2 separate regions of the Arachis hypogaea genome follow, and region 1 is linked to region 2. The links are chromatin contacts, called in public Hi-C maps. All regions are on one chromosome and are shown on one strand. Each heading gives the region's core, a stretch centred on a gene start, on an enhancer-like site or on the middle of the called end of the contact. The rest is flanking DNA. Distances are from core to core; before and after follow the strand shown. Region 1 holds the start of LOC112785191 (serine/threonine-protein kinase ATG1t). Region 2 holds the start of LOC112786720 (RING-H2 finger protein ATL78).

Region 1 (4,464 bases), core at 1,209-3,708, 570 kb before region 2:
GCATATATATCATTTGAGTGGAAAACACAACTAAAATATAGTTAAACTGATTCCGTAATTTGTATCATTAGGCTTTGTTTTGTTGAATGGATTATAGTGTAATCAAAGTGAGGAAAAAGATAGCGTTTCATTCATGTTTTCGCCAATAACGAGAAACATTGTAAATCGCAGTGGACTTATTTTGCCTCGCCTTAAAAAAAAAAGACCATTACAAAAATCTATCTAAATGTTTAGAACCAGTTGAATTTTAGTATTGGTTAATAGTTGACTATTTTCATGAAGACATCTTTGTGATAATATTGCGAATCGATGGATAATTCAATTAAACATATTTAGTTAAATATATTAAACTATTTAATGGTTTATAATATCATCTTCACATGATGTCTTCATTAGAGTAACGACTTTGGTTAATATCTTATGGCTACATATGTGATCGTCGGATATTGTTCTTGTTGCCTTGTTGGACTTGTAAAGAAGTTGCCATGTTGGGTTCTGAATTGCTGATCTTGTGGAAATTATGAACAAGAAGTTAATCGTGGGTTACCATCAAGCTCCCATCACTTTTCTTCGTAGAAACCTATGCTGATAAAATTCATCGAAAGATAGGCGATCCACTGCAATGGAGTGAGAAGTAATTAAATTCTTCTAAGTTAATTGATTGAACAGAAGGAAAATATAAGTAATACAGGAGATGCCAATAACCTGGATTTGAGCATAGTAGTTTTGAACAAACATCAAGACAATCAGGATCCAATCCCAAAGGAATGATCTGAGAAAATGGCAAGCCGGTAGATGATCTGATATTCTTTAACAGCTGAAATAAGCATCTTGTATCAGCCATGATTGGAGAATGAAACTTTTTATTCCTGTTTAAAGTCATGATGTTTACCTGAACATTATTTCTGCCATTAAAAGGAGGGTAGCCGTTTAGAAGCTCGAAAAGAATAACCCCAATACTCCACATATCTGCCTATAACACAAAACAAAATTTCACTAAACCCAATTTATAGATGTCAATGTTAATACTTAAAAGCAAAGACGGCTGGTGATACCTTGCTATCATATTTCTGGAACTGAAGAACTTCCGGTGCCATGTATAATGGCGTACCACAGACTGTCTCCGCATACTCGCCAGGACGTACAGTTCTTCATATTTTATGAAAGACAAAGAAGTTGGGGTAACAACATGAAACTAAATAAAAATACAAATTGCAACTACTTATATTTATTTCCCCTAAACTGATAACTACCTTGAGAGACCAAAGTCTGCAATCTTTAGAATCGCATCATCTCCGGGTTTTGATAGCAAAATGTTCTGATTCAACACCACCATCAATGCAAACAGATTTGTTTCCAGCAAAGTGATATTCGCTACAAATAGATTATCTTTTTCATGAACAATTCAAGCTACATACTAATGGCCCTCACAATCCCACCAATCGAAGTAATAGGCATCTCAAACCAAAGTAGCAACAATGTCACATACATTTTTCATTTTAGCTTTACCTCTGGTTTCAAATCTCTATGAATGATACCATGACTTTGTAATATTTTCATACCAGAACCTGCAAAACACTGAGACAAACTCCTTAGTTGCAAACTTGCAAGGCTAAAACAAGCACCAACACCAAAAGAATACTTCAATAAAGAATGCAGGTAAAAGAGTTACCAAGCTGCTGCATGAATCTTCTGGCAGTTTGTTGTTGAACTCTCCCATGGAATCGGATATAAGAAGCAAGGTTCCCTCCAGCACAGAACTCCATCACCAAGTACGCACATCCATCATACTAAAGTAGAAAACAGCAATAGCGAAAGTTTAAATAATAAAATAATAATAAAATGATCCTTCAATTATGCAACAAAGAATTGGTTTTCTCAACATATTTCACTTAAATTTAAAAAATAAGAAAAAGGGCATTCAAAGAAAAGCTAAAATTAAAAAAGAACCACCTGGAAGAAATCAAGGAGGCGAACGATGTTGGGGTGGTTGACGGAGGACAAGAAATTGAGCTCGCAGTGGAACGATGACTTAAGGCGAGGGCTGAGTTTGGAGAGGAAGACCTGTTTCACTGCCACCTCTTCGCCGGTGCCTCTTTGCTCCGCCCTCCACACCGCCGAGAACGACCCCTTTCCGATCTTCCGCTTCAGAAGGATGTCCTTTACTCTTACCGATTCGCTCTCTTCTTCTTCTTCTTCTTCCATTCCTGTTGATAGTGATAGAACTGCTGCTGCTTCTTTGACAAATTTGATCCACGATTGTTCTGTGTGGAATGTTCTCTTCTCTGCTATCCGTCTCTTTCACCGTTTCACGTGGAAAAAATTGTACGGACCAAATCAAACAGTTACTATTTAAATTTATTTTTTAATAGGACCAGCAACTTTATCAAATTCTGGCCAGCATAACCATCAAAGAAGAGTGAGTCATTGGATGAAATCTCACACTAATCTCACACCATTAAAAATCTCATTGATGACTATTTAATGGCTATGAATCCCAAAAGTTGCTGTCCCCTAATATTTCTCATATATATATATATATATATATATATATAAAATTTTGCAGCAAAAAAATGCCACATAACATCTCTTTATTATATCTAAATTAGAAATGTTTTTCGCCTTTTTACTTCAACTGCAAATACCTTTTCGCTTTTTTATTTTAATTGCAAATCTCTAATTACAAATCTATCATTTATCTATCATATATTGTATTTCTAATTTTACAATTAAAATGTGTTATATATCATTTTTTATTGTAATTGGAATTAAATTTTTTCTTTTAAAATTAAGAAATTCTCTTCTCTTCCTTACTAATTTTACAAGAAAAATGTATCGCATATCACTTTTTTATTATAATTGAAATTAAATCTTTCTTTCCAAAATTAAAGAATTCTTTCCTTCTCTTTACTAATTTTACAACAAAAATATGTCATATGTCACTCCCTCGTTACAATTGAAATCAAATCTTTTCCTCCAAAATTAAAGAGTTCTCCCATTCTTCCTTTTTCTTTCTCTATTTCTCTCATTCCTTCAACCACTCTATCTATTTTATATATCGTTATCAATATCAATGACTAATTACTAATTTGACAATCAAAATGTACAACATGACATTCTTTAATTGCATTAAAATTAAAATTAAAATATTAAAATTGAAATTAAAATATACCTATATTATGTATCATATATTACTATCTAATTTAATAATCAATTGTGTCACATGACACTCTCTTATTAAAATTGAAAAAAAAAATATTTTTTTCAAAATTAATAAACTCCCTTCCTAAATTCTATCATCTACCTCTTTCAATTTTCTATTTCTCTCTACTATTTTTATCATCCGATATTTTTTTACAATTAAAATAATTTTTTTCCAAAATTAACAAACTCTCACTCTCACTCTCACTCTCATTCTTCATCTTTATCTTCATCTTTATTTTTCTCTCTCTTTTTTCTCATTCTCTATTTTTTCTATCTTTCTATTTTACAAAAAACAAAATTAACAAAATAATATAATTTAAATAAAAAATAATATTATTATTGTTATTATCTACAAAATTTTTTAGTTTTTTTTATTTAGTTTTAAATTTTCACTGCTTATCTTTCTAATCTTTAATTTCATTTCTCTTCTTTCAAATATTTATTACATATAATTTGGAGAGAATATTAATGTTATAATTAAAAGTTAGAATCAAGATTCAATTCTTCAAAAAAATTAATTGAGTTAATTTTATAACTATCAGTATAATTTTTTATACTAATATCTAATTATATTTTTATATACACAGGAAAAAATATTATTTTTAAATAGCAAGTATAAAAATTAATTATTTCTATTTATATAACAGACTTAACAGTTAACACCCAATTAAATGTACAAGTATACACATTAAATTATTTTAAATTTTAGATAACGAATGTTAAAATTAATTATTAATAAAAAAATAGTTTTTTATATAAAAATAATAAATAAAAAATCTTATTATTTAATTTTTTATGTACAGATACCTTGGTCTTCTTAGTCAGAGACTTTTGTCAACCTACGACTTTTTTTTGTAAAAGTAATTTGATTTTATAAATCTTTTATGCCATGCATAATCTATACTATCAGAACAAAGTAAACCGTAATTTTAAAAAATTTATATTCTCATAATGTTATTACGGGTAAAAATATTAGTATTTATAAATGTAAGTAAACAAAAATTTGATTTTAACGTAAGCGAAATAATTTTCTAAATATATTCTATTAGGCTATGTTTGATTAGAAGGAAAGAAATAGAAAAAAAAAAAGAAAAAATTGAGTGGACTTTTATTTTTTTATATGTGTTTGGATGAAAGAAAAATAAGAAGGAAAGAAATGTTATAAAAAGACAATCTTACTCTTGTATTATAAAATATATTGAAAAAAAGTGAAGGAGTAATATTGGAAGTATAGAGAGAAAACAAGTTTTTTCTTTTTTT
Region 2 (4,166 bases), core at 679-3,178:
TTGAGTTGAGTCAACTTGTTCAATTTTATTATTATTATTATTATTATTGTTATTATTATTATTATTAAAGAATAAAGACTGATGCTCCTTTATTCAAGGTTACAATTCGGAAATCCAAGAGATTCTGATGTAACATGTTGCACATGGTGTGAAGATTGCATAACTATTTATTGTGCTGGAAAGGATATTTGGGACCATTATTTTTTATCCGATAAGGCACTAACACAATATTATTATACAGTATTATATATCATGCACACTATACAGGGGATACTAGTAAGAAGAATAATCATGATTGTTCTGTGTATGATTCTGAATTACAAGAATGTAGACAGACAATAATCAATCATTAATAAATATTGCTAAAGTAGCATTACCCCAAGTTGACATTACAACAGTGTCGAAAAATATCATAACTGAACAAAGAAATTCATTTTTTCGTTTGTTGTTTTTTTGTTACATACAATTATACAAACAAGAAATAGTTCATATATAGATTTTAAATTGAAGTTGTCCTCAAGGATATATATGTCATGATAATTGCATGCCGATATATATATATATATCCTGATTATTTTGATATCTTAGAAATTGATTTTTATTATAATCCGTTAAGTTTTATGCAGTTTTGTTATGACTTGTTATAATTACTTTGTAGACAATTTAGGTAAATAGATGTTGTAAAAGTTGTAATTAACTTAAATTAGTGGAATAGTCTGTATAAGTGTTTAAATTTAAATTGTGCCTTGTACGTATAGCAATTTATACAGTAATTTATTAGACAGATGACCTTTAAATAAACTTGGACAATTTAGTCCTTTAGCTGTGATATCATAAACACAAATCTTGCAGTGGTAATTAAGGAACTAATCATGATTGCGCTAAGAATGATGTTCATGCTGCTTACCTTGTCTCTTTCGTTGAGGTTCAGAAGGGGAAGGTGGAAAAGAAAAGGAAATCATTTACCAGAATTGAACTCCTTCTATGGGCAAGTACGGATCATTAGGCTACTTTGTTCATCTTTTTCTATTGGGACCCAAAAAGATACGACACGTAAAAGATGAACCTGAAAATCAAAAGCAAAATTTTCCAACTTTCTAGTCATCGATGATCGATCTCTTTTAGGAAGCTTCGCAATTCCCTTCAATTCATAAGGGGCAACAAATTTCTGATATCATATGATATATGAAACCCAAATGCCACGCGGCACATCCTCCTGCGTGCAAAGTGGGATTGCATGGACCCATCTTGATCCGAAGGACCATTACAAAAAGGTTTAATCAGTGGAGCATCCATTGCATGCATATGCTTAATTACAAATATATCTCAAAACAGCAATGACAAACATTATTAAAAACCAGTAATTACCAACAAACCAATGTTAACCCAATTATTAATGATAACCACATATGATTGGTTGGAACAACATTTATTTATTAATGATTTTGGATTAGAGAGATTAATATTAAAAAAATGTTTTGACTTTTGTGCAATTAATTAAGTGCAACTTCCATAATACTCAAATATATTTAGTTATAGGAAGTTTATATATTATTATATGTGCTTTTTTATAAATTAAAAACACCAAATTATATTAATATGGACGTATGTAAAAAATCAATTACTAAATTAACTATTTGTATAAAATATACGTTGAAATATAAAATATATATTTAATTATTTATGGATAAATATATAGTGATTGATTTTGTGTGTGCATGTAACATTTTTTATATTGATAGGAATAGACAAAAAATTTAAATTATTGAGATAGAGAATAATAAATAATATTATGATTCTTTTTTTAAAAGAGTCTCAAAAATGAATCTTAAGTTAAAAGTAAAATTCATTAAAAAATATAAAATTATTTAATAAATTAATTAATACTCTAATAAAAAGCAGCCACCAAATCCAAGGATGTGAACTTTCCTTCTATATAATAGCATAGGCAACCATCCACAAGAAGCTCTAACTAACACATTACAATACAATTACACACCCTCCAACAATAATATAATGTATGCTTCAACTTCATTCACTTCACCTCTGATCCATGAACTTCTTTTAGAATTCCACTCAAGAAGGTTACTCTTACACACTACCCCGTCATTCAACCAATCACCAAGCTCATCACCCAACCCACCAAATAGCCCCCAAAGCTCATCACCAGAATCATCATACCTTGGAGATGGAACCTTTGATGCAAATGTTGTAATGGTACTCTCAGTACTTTTATGTGCTCTAATATGCTCACTTGGATTAAACTCCATCATAAGGTGTGCATTAAAGTGTTCCAGCTTAGTTGTGAGTACCAATAATAGTGATAGTAATAATAACCACCACACTTCATCATCAAGAGTGGTCAACACCGGAATCAAGAAGAAAGCACTCAAGACTTTTACAACACTAAGTTACTCAAATGAACTCAACCTTCCTAGTTTGGACTCAGAGTGTGTGATATGCTTGTCTGATTTCGCCCTCGGCGACCGGTTGCGGATTTTGCCTAAGTGCAACCATGGTTTCCACATAAAGTGCATTGATAAATGGTTGAGTTCGCATTCTTCTTGCCCCAAATGCAGACACTGCCTTATGGAGACTTGCCACAAGATTGTTGGGGCTACTACCTCATCATCATCATCACAATTGCCAGAAACTATTCTTACCATAGCACCATTGGACCCAGAACGTTTGGTGCGTAACTATAGGGAATCCAATTAATTATTCAACCATATTCATCAATGCACTGCTGGTTAAGTTGTAGTAGTTATTAATTAATTAATTAATTAGGACTATATATAGGGTTTAGCATGTAGTGATGGTTATGGTTAATTATTATTGGTGAAATGTGCATAGAGTTTGAAACTCTTTTGTTGTTGTTTTAGGCTTTTAGCTTTAGCTCTCTTCAAGTGTATAAAGCAAGTTTAAATTGAAATTGCATTATTGAATTGTAAATTATTAGAAATTTCTGTTGCTTCGTAAATGAATTTAATTCCAATGGACGCCTAGTCAGGCAGCTAGATAGTTTAAGCAAATTAAGGAATTGAACAAGCAATCTCTATAAAAGAAGAGTTTTTTTTTTTAAATAAAGTCAAATTCAAATCCCAACTTTAAGTGAAACTTATCTATCTAGCTAATAACCTATAATGCAGTCAATTAAATTATATATATTTATTTGAACAATTAGACCCCATATTATTAAATATCGTAGAGGTGTGTTTATCTTTAAAGGTTTAAGTTTACGAAAAATATTAGATAAATAAATTATTTTTGTAATTAATTTTTTTTCTTCTTCTTATGTGTTTTTTTTTTAATTAGTTTTTGTTGTGTTAATAAACTGTTGGTTTAATTTAATTAAATTTGGTTATCCAAATAACTTAATTATGTAGTAACATTTGTAAGTTTTTTTATTGATGTTTTATCCTTTACTTGAGATGTGTGCCTAAAGGAGGAATAATGATTTTTTATCTTCAATGTCGACAACAATAAAAAAATAAGGTTAAAGAACTAAATTAGTCCCTGAGTAATCCTGTTTTAGTTTTTAAGGTTTAAAGTGTTCTATTTGAATTCAAAAAAGTTTCATTTAGCTTCAATTTAGTTCCACCGTCAGGTTAAAAATAAATAATTAACGAAATGTCCTACATGACAGTAGTATAAGAACAAGGTCAATAATTTGGAGAATAAGTACGAGCTCCAGAGGCACAAAATCAACCATGGATGCATCAATACATGTATTTAACATTTTTTTAGTTTTATAGAAAATATTTCATTTTAATTATAAGAAAAATGATAAATAAATGTATTGATATATCCACGATTGATTTTGTGTCTCTGGAGCTTGTACTTATTCTCTAGATTATCGACCTTATTCTTATACTGCTGTCATGTAGGACATTTTGTTAATTATTTATCTTTGACCTCCAGTGGGACTAAATTAAAGCTAAATGAAACTTTTTTGGATTCAAATAGGACACTTTAAACCTTAAGGACCAAAACAGAATTACGCCCAAACGTAAGGGACCAATTTAGTACTTTACCAAAAAAATAATAACAAGAAAGTCTTGGCTCGGTAGGTGGGGTCGGTTATATAGATCAAATGATGTTATATTATGTCTACAGAAAGATTATTTACATGTAGATCTGGTTTGACCACTTCGTAGATGGTTTTT

What was found. Hi-C and Micro-C count contacts between places; a contact is called where the count stands out from the background.
Region 1: a Hi-C map of an unstated tissue shows a contact between it and region 2, with 3 times the contacts expected there. The contact joins the promoter of LOC112785191 here to the promoter of LOC112786720 in region 2. A contact is called at or near these places in 2 of 8 Hi-C or Micro-C datasets (leaf and an unstated tissue).

Annotation. Positions count from the first base shown.
Region 1 is chr20:111,627,963-111,632,426 of arahy.Tifrunner.gnm2.J5K5, reverse strand. LOC112785191 (serine/threonine-protein kinase ATG1t) reads right to left here and starts at 2,458. Exons shown (of 8, transcript XM_025828642.3): 1 at 1,954-2,458; 2 at 1,673-1,790; 3 at 1,510-1,568; 4 at 1,254-1,318; 5 at 1,056-1,149; 6 at 893-973; 7 at 706-817; 8 at 315-617. The coding sequence starts at 2,205. The coding sequence ends at 550. It overlaps LOC112785190, which reads left to right. Exons shown (of 7, transcript XM_025828641.3): 7 at 1-134.
Region 2 is chr20:111,060,247-111,064,412 of arahy.Tifrunner.gnm2.J5K5, reverse strand. LOC112786720 (RING-H2 finger protein ATL78) reads left to right here and starts at 1,928. Exons shown (of 1, transcript XM_025830092.3): 1 at 1,928-2,962. The coding sequence starts at 2,017. The coding sequence ends at 2,718.